2 separate regions of the Mus musculus genome follow, and region 2 is linked to region 1. Evidence: chromatin contacts called from public promoter capture Hi-C data. All regions are on one chromosome and are shown on one strand. The core of a region is the stretch at or near the end of the contact, and the rest is flanking DNA. Distances in the headings are between cores, read along the strand shown.

Region 1 (3,894 bases), core at 799-3,298:
AACTGTCTGATAGCTACCACAGTTGGAAGCAGATCACTTCTTAACCTGGGACTTGCAGGAGTTGAGCAGGCACGGAGACTCTTCTCTGGGACGCTGCTCAGAAAACTCATGGTTTCCAGAACCGACATGCTGCTTAAATGTGCAGCCTGTGTCGGCAATCTGAGTCAGCGGCTCTTTCTGTTCGTTCTTAGGTAAGTACACCAGTTGTTTCCAGGAGGCAACCCCCCCGCCCCCCTTCTTTCTGTAAGCTTTCTTCCTACTACACAGAAAAACCCCTGCCCTGGATTTCTGTTTTGCTGCCTCGGGACTTTTTCTTTTCTGTCGGGTACTAAGTTCTGGTTCTGCCCATTTTGCTCCCCTGCCTGGAGATCACTGATTGACTAGCTAATGGCCGCCCTTGGCTCCTTCAGATCTGGAGGGAGAGACCAGGTGGCGTTTTCACCTTTACTTTGAAGTCTTATAATCACTTCAGTGTGGCACGTACTGAGTGGAAAATGGATGTGGGCTGTCAAGGCTTCGGGTTAATTGGTTCCACCTCCCTTCTCACAGGGACAGAGTCCTCTGCTCATCTACAGTGGAGTGAGTCCCTGAACCCCAGCTTCAACTCCCAGGGGAGTGGCCTCCAGACAAAAGGCTTTACTACATTACCGCCAGGGCACCCACTGCCCGCCTCCACGTCCTGCCCTGCCGAATGGCACATAAATGAAATCTCAGAAGAAAACTTTTAACTCAATTAATTTTTACTAATAACTAGGAGTGGCAGAAATACAATTCCTCCTTCTCATGGCCGGTCAAAGATGAAATTTGATTATGCTTTGAAGGGTGCGGTTTGAAATTTTTCCCTCAGTGTTGACCTACCTTAAGTGTTCTCTCTAGCCAAGGGGAGGCGTACTCCTCTGCATATATAGAGGCTGCGCTGCTCTGAAAAGCCAAACCAGTCCTGCACCATGGGGAAGAAGCAGCCAAGGGCGGCAGCAGCTGCTCCCAACTGTGAGCTAAGTAAGTGGCCACAGCCCAGGGACGCTGGCCAGCCGAGGAGCACACCTGGACGCTGACACAAACAGATCTCGCCCCTTTCTTTTCTAGATGCAGCGGAAGGTCCCAGAAGAAAGGTTCTGGGCTCGAAGGCATTTAAGAAGCCTTTCTCCAACGCCACGGATGAGCTGGAGAGGCGGCCAAGATTAATTTGTAGTTTCTCTTCTTTCAGGTGACGATTCTGTATGAAGAGCAGCAGCCCCAGCCAGGGGCCTTTCTGTTTGCTTTTGCTGTCATTTTTTTTTTTTTTTTAAAGTTTCCATCTTTAGGGTTTACCCTTTCTTCCTATCTCCGTTCTTACCAAATAATGAACATTTCTCCCGGCAGTTTCTATATGAAGAAAACAGGGCTGTCATCTATACTGTTGTAGGGGAAATCGAGAAGTCCTTTTCGGTGGCAACTTGGGGCGGGGGGTTGTCAGGTCATAAAACTGCGAAGAGGTGAGGCTGAGGCCGGGGATGGAGTGGGACTGTTTTGGGGGCAGGCAGGATAAAATGTGTGGAGAAGAGACAGAGCCAGGTGGGATCACTGTGAGTCTTGGGAGTAGGACGACGGGTGCAGCCGAACTGGCTCCACTGGTCGAAGTTTCTCGGTTCCTCCCAGGCGTGGGGTGTTCTTGGCGCGTCAGTGGGCACCGAGCAGTGGCTCAAGAAGCTAATAGGGACTGCCATGGCGCCTTAGGATCGAGTGTAGCTGTTTCTCGGAGTTATCATCTCTTAGGAGGAAAAAGGCGTGTAGCTGCCTAAAAGGAAGTGGCGGGAACTATGACAAAAATGTATATGTCCCGAGCATTCCGGGGATGGGAGTTGCCAATATAAGAACGCCGAAGGTTTGAACTGCGAGGACCGTGGCGCGCCCGGCGGAATCACGCCTCCGGATCAGCCCCGCCCCCGCTCAGGCCCCGCCCCCAGGCAGCTCGGATGGGCGGAGCCTCCGTTCCCGGTCCGCCGGCCACGCAATCCCGCAGCTGCAGGAGTCCAGCCAATCAGGAGAGGGGGGCTCCCGCCCGGCCGGCCAATCACGGGAGGGCAGGAGGTTGACTGGGTCGCCGCTGGCTCCTGGGATATGGAGTCGCCGGCGCGGCGTGTGTGGAGGTGGCGGAGCCGGTAAGCCGGGGTGCTGGCAGGGTCAGGGGTTACGGCGGCCCGCTGTGCGCGGGCGTGCGAGGGGGCTCGGACGGCGACCTACGGGGCTGGAGCAGCCTGCGGGGAGGGCGCAGCGGCGAGCCCGGGGAGGGAACCCGGTATCCCGAGGAGACCGGGAGGGCTCCCGGCTCAGCATAGGCGCCGACGATCACGGGCCTCGGCTCTTCACCGCCACCCGGGACACCGGACCACCCTTCCGCGGCCGGCCGGCCGGGGGGTGCGACCGCAGTGCCCTCCCGGAGCCCCGGGTGCCCTGCAGCGCAGCGCCCTGTCAGCCCAGCGGCTGCGGGAGCTGCGCGGTCTGCCCGAAGGCCTCAGGCCTCGCGGTTGAGTGCTGCTCGGTTGTCCGGCTGTGTGTGCAGCCTGGGACCCTGCGCCTTCCAAGGCCTCGTTCAGGGACACTTGCACGCGATGGATACTCCCCTTCTCAGCGGCGTCCTAGGCCGGGTAGTTTGCAAACTCATTTGTTTGATATTCCACCTTTGGATTCTTTGTCCGTTTCTTGGATACATCATATTTGGAAGGGCATCCTCAGAAGTAGAGTTTCCGCTGTATAAAATGGAGACACTCGGTTATCCCTTGGTTTTCAACGGTGTGATTTAAGGCAGCAAAAGCAAAATATGGGAGAAGAGCTGGTGAGGGCCGGTGGGCATCCGAGAGCTTCCATGTGACCCGTGGGGAAACCACGGGAAACTGTCCACGTTGTCCACCGTGGCATTCTCCACCCTGACCAAGTCTCCTTACTTCTTGGCTGTGTTAACTTTTGGTTCAGGCTCCTTAAGCTTTCCTGCGGTCCACACTTAAAGGTGGGGTGGGGGGATGGGGTGGTGGTGGTGGTGGTGGTGAAGGTTGGGTCTGTCAGGGCTGTTGGTGTTGTTAGTTAATACAGGTAAAGTGCTTAGGGCAGTCTCCTGCTGACCGGTATTTTTTTTTTTTAAATTACTGCTTGCTTGTGCCTGCTGTTTCCTTAAAGACTTTAACCTTCTCAGTAGTCTTTGCCCTGAGTCCCCTGGGCTATTGCCAAAGGTCCTCCAGGCAAGGCTTTCTAGCCATACTGTTAGTCTGCAAGTGCATCTAATTACAGGTGAAGAGATGCAAGGTGCTGACAGTACCTTCTTACTCTTTGTCTTTTTGAGACTAGATCTGGCTACCTCTCGTTAACTGGCCTTGAACTTGCAGTGTAGACCAAATTGTCCTCTAGCTTACAGTGATCCTCCTGCCTCTGCTGAGATCACAGACTTTTACCACTCAAACTTGGCTTCTGCTGAGTTTATTGAATGGGGTGGTTAAGTAACGTTTTAGGCTGTTTCCTGCAGTAGCTCTGCTGGTAAATGTAACATTGAGATTTCACTGGTGTTTTTTGTTAGCTATTTTACTCAGTCTTGCTTGGGCTGAGTTTATTTTGGACACAGACCTAAAAGGCAGATGACTGCAGCACACATGCTCTCTCGTGTTCCGGGAAGGTCTGTGGGACTCAGAAGGGGAATTCCTGAACATCGTGTCAGCTCCTCCCATTGAGGAATAGGGAAGCTGGATGTGAATCTCGGAGAGGAGAGATTCTACTCTCGGGAAAGCAGAAGCTGCATCATCAATCAGCAGGGCTAGTGAGCAGCTATGGTTCAGTTGTGACTCAGTGAGTGACTAGAGAGAATTCCTTCCACAAAGTAGGATCTTTTTCTGTTTGATTTTGAAGCCAAGAGCTTGTGGGGCGGGG
Region 2 (3,894 bases), core at 856-3,355, 120 kb after region 1:
ATGTATGACTGTATTATGTGGGAGTGTGCATATGTGTCAGTGTCACCTCCCTACAAGTTCTCAAATCAATAAGCTGAAACATTAAGATTATCACACTTCAAGTTCAGCTTTGTTCAAAACAAACCCATTTAACCTGATAGTCACAAGTACAAAGAATTTCTTCAGACTACTAGAAAGGCTCAAAGTGGCTGTTGCTCTTGGCTGCACAGAGTTCAGCTCCCTGGCTGTAACCCCTGTTCCTACCTTTGTCGTGAACAGGTTAACATTATTTCCTCCGCACCTTTCTCTTTTCTAGCCTGGAGAGATCAGTCGTCTTGAATGCTTTGTTTGTTTGTTGTTTCTTTCTGTTGGGTGGATTTTTTTAAAGTTTTTGTTTGTTTTGATTTCTGATAAGATTTTCCTATATAATTCAGGCTGGCCTTGATCTCCGTGTATAGCCCAGGCTTGCCTTCGCATCCTTCTCACCCTCTGAGATCCTGAGACTGTCAGTGGGTTTCTATGTGTGGTTTGCCACACCCAGCTCTTGATGTTTGTAATTGTTACAGAGTTCCTGAGGGTGATAAGCTCCCATCCACACATGGTCTCTTTCCAGTTTGCAGTACTGCAAATGCTTCTTTAATGATCATCCTTGGGGGGGTGGGGGAGGGGGTGCTGGAGACATGGTTAAGAGCACTGACTCCTCTTTCAGAGGTTCTGAGTTCAAATCCCAGCAACCACATGGTGGCTCACAACCATCTGTAATGCTATCCAATGCCCTCTTCTGATGTGTCTGAGGACAGCTACAAGTGTACTCACATACATAAAACAAATAAATCTTAAGAGAGAGAGAGAGAGAAAGAGAGCACCCTTGGGTGGACGTGTTTTACATATGTGTAGCTATAGATGAATCTCTAATAGAGATAGTGCATTCACTTGATGTTTTGATGTTTCTCAATGAGGCTTCCAAGCCCCTTCCTGTATGAGGGGGTCCTTACCAGATACCCCCTCCCTGCCCCCAGCACTATAGACTGTGAGTCTCTGAGACTGTCCGAAGCAAACACGGCCTTACAGTCTGTCTCATGATTGTCTGCTTTAGTTTATACTCTGGTTCCTGCCCAGTTGCTCATCTTTTTCCCTGACCCATTTCAAAACACAGAACCAGTATCCTTAGTGACCTGTAAATTTTGCTTGTTTTATTTTGGAGACATGGTCTCTGTGCATCGCTGGCAACCGAGCCCTCGAGCTTCCAGAGATCCACCTGCCTCTGCTTCCCATTGCCTGCCGGGACTTGGAAGGTTTTTTTTTGTTTGTTTGAATGAGTGGGTGACCCCTCAGCTGTTTCTGGGAGCTTCTTTACCAAGTTTGACATCTAAACTCTCCACAGGCTCTTCCCCCTTTGGCAGTTTAGAACTTTCTAGATTCTGATTTGTCAGCCCTTACTCTCTTTTGCAAAATTCTTCTGGAGTCATTTGGTATTTTTGTTTTGTTTTGCTTTGTTGTTTGTTTGTTTGTTTGTTTTGGTTTAGAATCCACCCGAAACTGATAGGAGCACCCTCACTCCTAGCTGCAGCTAGCCAGTCCTCACTCCTGCCACTCACCGGCTTCAGCACTCGGCACACCTCACGCAGAATCTTCTCCTGGTTCTTCACCGAGCACAGCACCAGGGTGCAGACCACCACGTCCACAGAGCCATCGGTCACCTGGTGCATGTCCTCCCCGGCTGCCACCACGAAGCGCTCGAACTGCAGCTGCCGGTTCTCTGCGACGCTCTTGAACAAGAACTTCTCGAAGTTGGGGTTGGGGTCGATACAAGTGACCCTGCACCCGGGGGGATAGAACTTGAAGTTGGCTCCGGTGCCGCAGCCCACCTCCAGCAGAGTCAGCTTCCCCGAGGGGCCGGCGAACTCCTGCAGATTGCTGAAGAGCTCCCGCTTTTGGCTCGCCATCTGCTCATTGTACATCACGGAGAATCGCTTCAGGAAGTAGGGAAAGCACTTTTTGCATACCCAGCTCCACAAGCCTAGAAGGTTCAGCAGAAACATGGGAAGCGCCAGGGTACAGACCACCAGCCGCAGGGCCAGGACGGCAAGCGTCATCTTTGCGAGTAGAGGAGAAAGGGCTACTGCTTCCCCAGAAGTGTCTCCTGGGGAAGGAGAGCGCAGGCTCCTGGCCTCGCTCCAGAGCCAATCAGAGAGGAAGGAGGCGCCGGCTGAGCGGGGGGGGGGGGGGGGGGGGGGGGGGGGGAACCAAAATAGCAGAGCCGGGTAGGGCTCCGATTGCGGCCTGACTCCCACACCGTCCATCCCACCCCCACCCTAACCCCACCGGCCGGCTAGCAGTTGGCCGGCTCAGTGATCCAAGACTGCCACCTTCCCCCCCCACCCCCCATCCCTTTGGAAGGTTGCAGCCTGAACCCTGACCCTGGTCCTGCCTGGCTTTGTTTGGGTCTGGAGGCTGCAGCTAGTTTCCGGCCGCGGTTGGCTAGTGCACAGTGTGTACTTTCGCATCACCCACCCAAGCCTTTTTTAGGAAGAGGAGCAGGTCAGCGCACCAGGGAAGATGGCAGCCGAGACCCCTTTTCATCGCAGGCTTATTCTTCCCTTCTCCTCTTCCCACCACACACCGCCCCAAAACCTGTTTTTGTGTAAAGGAAGTGAAAGGAAACCCTGCCAAGACTCACCCAACAGTTTCTCAGTTCCCATTCTGAACTGAGCCTTTCATAAGTTAATTATTCATCTGAAGGATCTTTGCTGTGTCACTGTTTTGAGCTGTTTGACAGTTTAAAACGCAACTGCCAATCTTATGCTTGGTTATTATGTAACTCCGCCCATTTAAAGTAGAGGTGCTCAGGATAGTCCCCGTTTGGCTTCTGATGGGCTTTATAAAATAGCTTCAATCTCCAGTCTTTTTGGTTGGGGTTTTTTTCTGGGTCTTGCTCCTTAGCCCCAGCCGGCCTTGAATTCTCTTGATCCCTCTGCGACTTCTCAAGCAGCGCTGAGATGGCAGATCTCTGTCACAATGCCCAGCTGCACTGATTTCGGGAATTGTTTTTTGAGTCATAAATTCACAAAGAAGATAAATTACTTTTTAAATTGTTTGCTTCCATATTTCACATATGGTCTTACAGGTGGTAATCGAGTTAAGAACTGTCAACGTGATTCTATGATTCTACATAAGACTTGAGTGCTTTTGATGTGTGAATGACAGTGGGAACAGACATAACTAGAAGATTTAGGAAACTATTCAGAATCTTCAGCGAGTCAGATCAAGAAAGTCACTGCTGGTTTCCAGAGGAGATGGACCTGAGGCTAGCATAGCCATCTGATATTCATATCAGGTGTCGGCAGCATGCAGAGGGGAAAAACTCATATCCTGAAACAGGAGTGGTAGGCACTGGCTGAGCTGGGTTCTGTTTTAATTCTTGTATTTGGAGGTAGAATAGGTGATACTGAGGGGTTTACACAAGCCAGGGAAATACTCTGTCACTGATCCCTAATCCAAAAAGAGGTGTGTATGAAGGTTTTAATGTCTACTCATATTTAATATACCCTACACATATGCTAAAGTCTACTCATATTTTATATACCCTACACGTGTTACAAATACAACAGCCTGGCCTGGTGGCACACAGCTTAATCCCAGAACTGACAGAGGCAGGCAGATGTTATGAGTTCAAGGTTAGCCTAGCATGTACAGTGAGTTCCACAGTACTCCTCTCAGGACTATAGAAGAGAGAGACCTGTCAAAAAAAACCCAACCAACCAGGAACATTACACCAACTATTCCACATGTGTGTGTGCACACATGGGTGTACTGGAGTACATGCATATATGTGTAGAGGCAGAATGTTTTAATTTCTCCACCTTAATTTTTTCCCCCTCCACCCCCCCAAACTTTTGCTCCGGCCCCACTCAC

Evidence for each region. Capture Hi-C pulls out chosen DNA fragments and counts their contacts.
Region 2: a promoter capture Hi-C map of adipose tissue shows a contact between it and region 1. The contact joins the promoter of Mettl7a1 here to the promoter of Slc11a2 in region 1. A contact is called at or near these places in 5 of 39 promoter capture datasets (the 3T3-L1 cell line, the C10 cell line, cranial neural crest and 2 more), 2 of 15 datasets of contacts at CTCF or cohesin (the NIH/3T3 cell line and large pre-B cells), 4 of 484 Hi-C or Micro-C datasets (CD8 T cells, liver, nephron progenitors and 1 more), 10 of 115 datasets of contacts at active chromatin or transcription factors (the SCID.adh cell line, bone marrow-derived macrophages, craniofacial prominence and 6 more) and 3 of 9 other capture datasets (adipose tissue, liver and pancreatic islet).

The regions. Positions count from the first base shown.
Region 1 is chr15:100,421,209-100,425,102 of GRCm38.p6, reverse strand. It overlaps Slc11a2 (solute carrier family 11 (proton-coupled divalent metal ion transporters), member 2), which reads left to right and starts at 2,048. Exons shown (of 17, transcript NM_008732.2): 1 at 2,048-2,141. It overlaps Gm5475 (predicted gene 5475), which reads right to left and starts at 1,910. Exons shown (of 3, transcript NR_040351.1): 1 at 859-1,910.
Region 2 is chr15:100,303,028-100,306,921 of GRCm38.p6, reverse strand. Mettl7a1 (methyltransferase like 7A1) reads right to left here and starts at 2,105. Exons shown (of 2, transcript NM_027334.3): 1 at 1,578-2,105. The coding sequence starts at 2,075.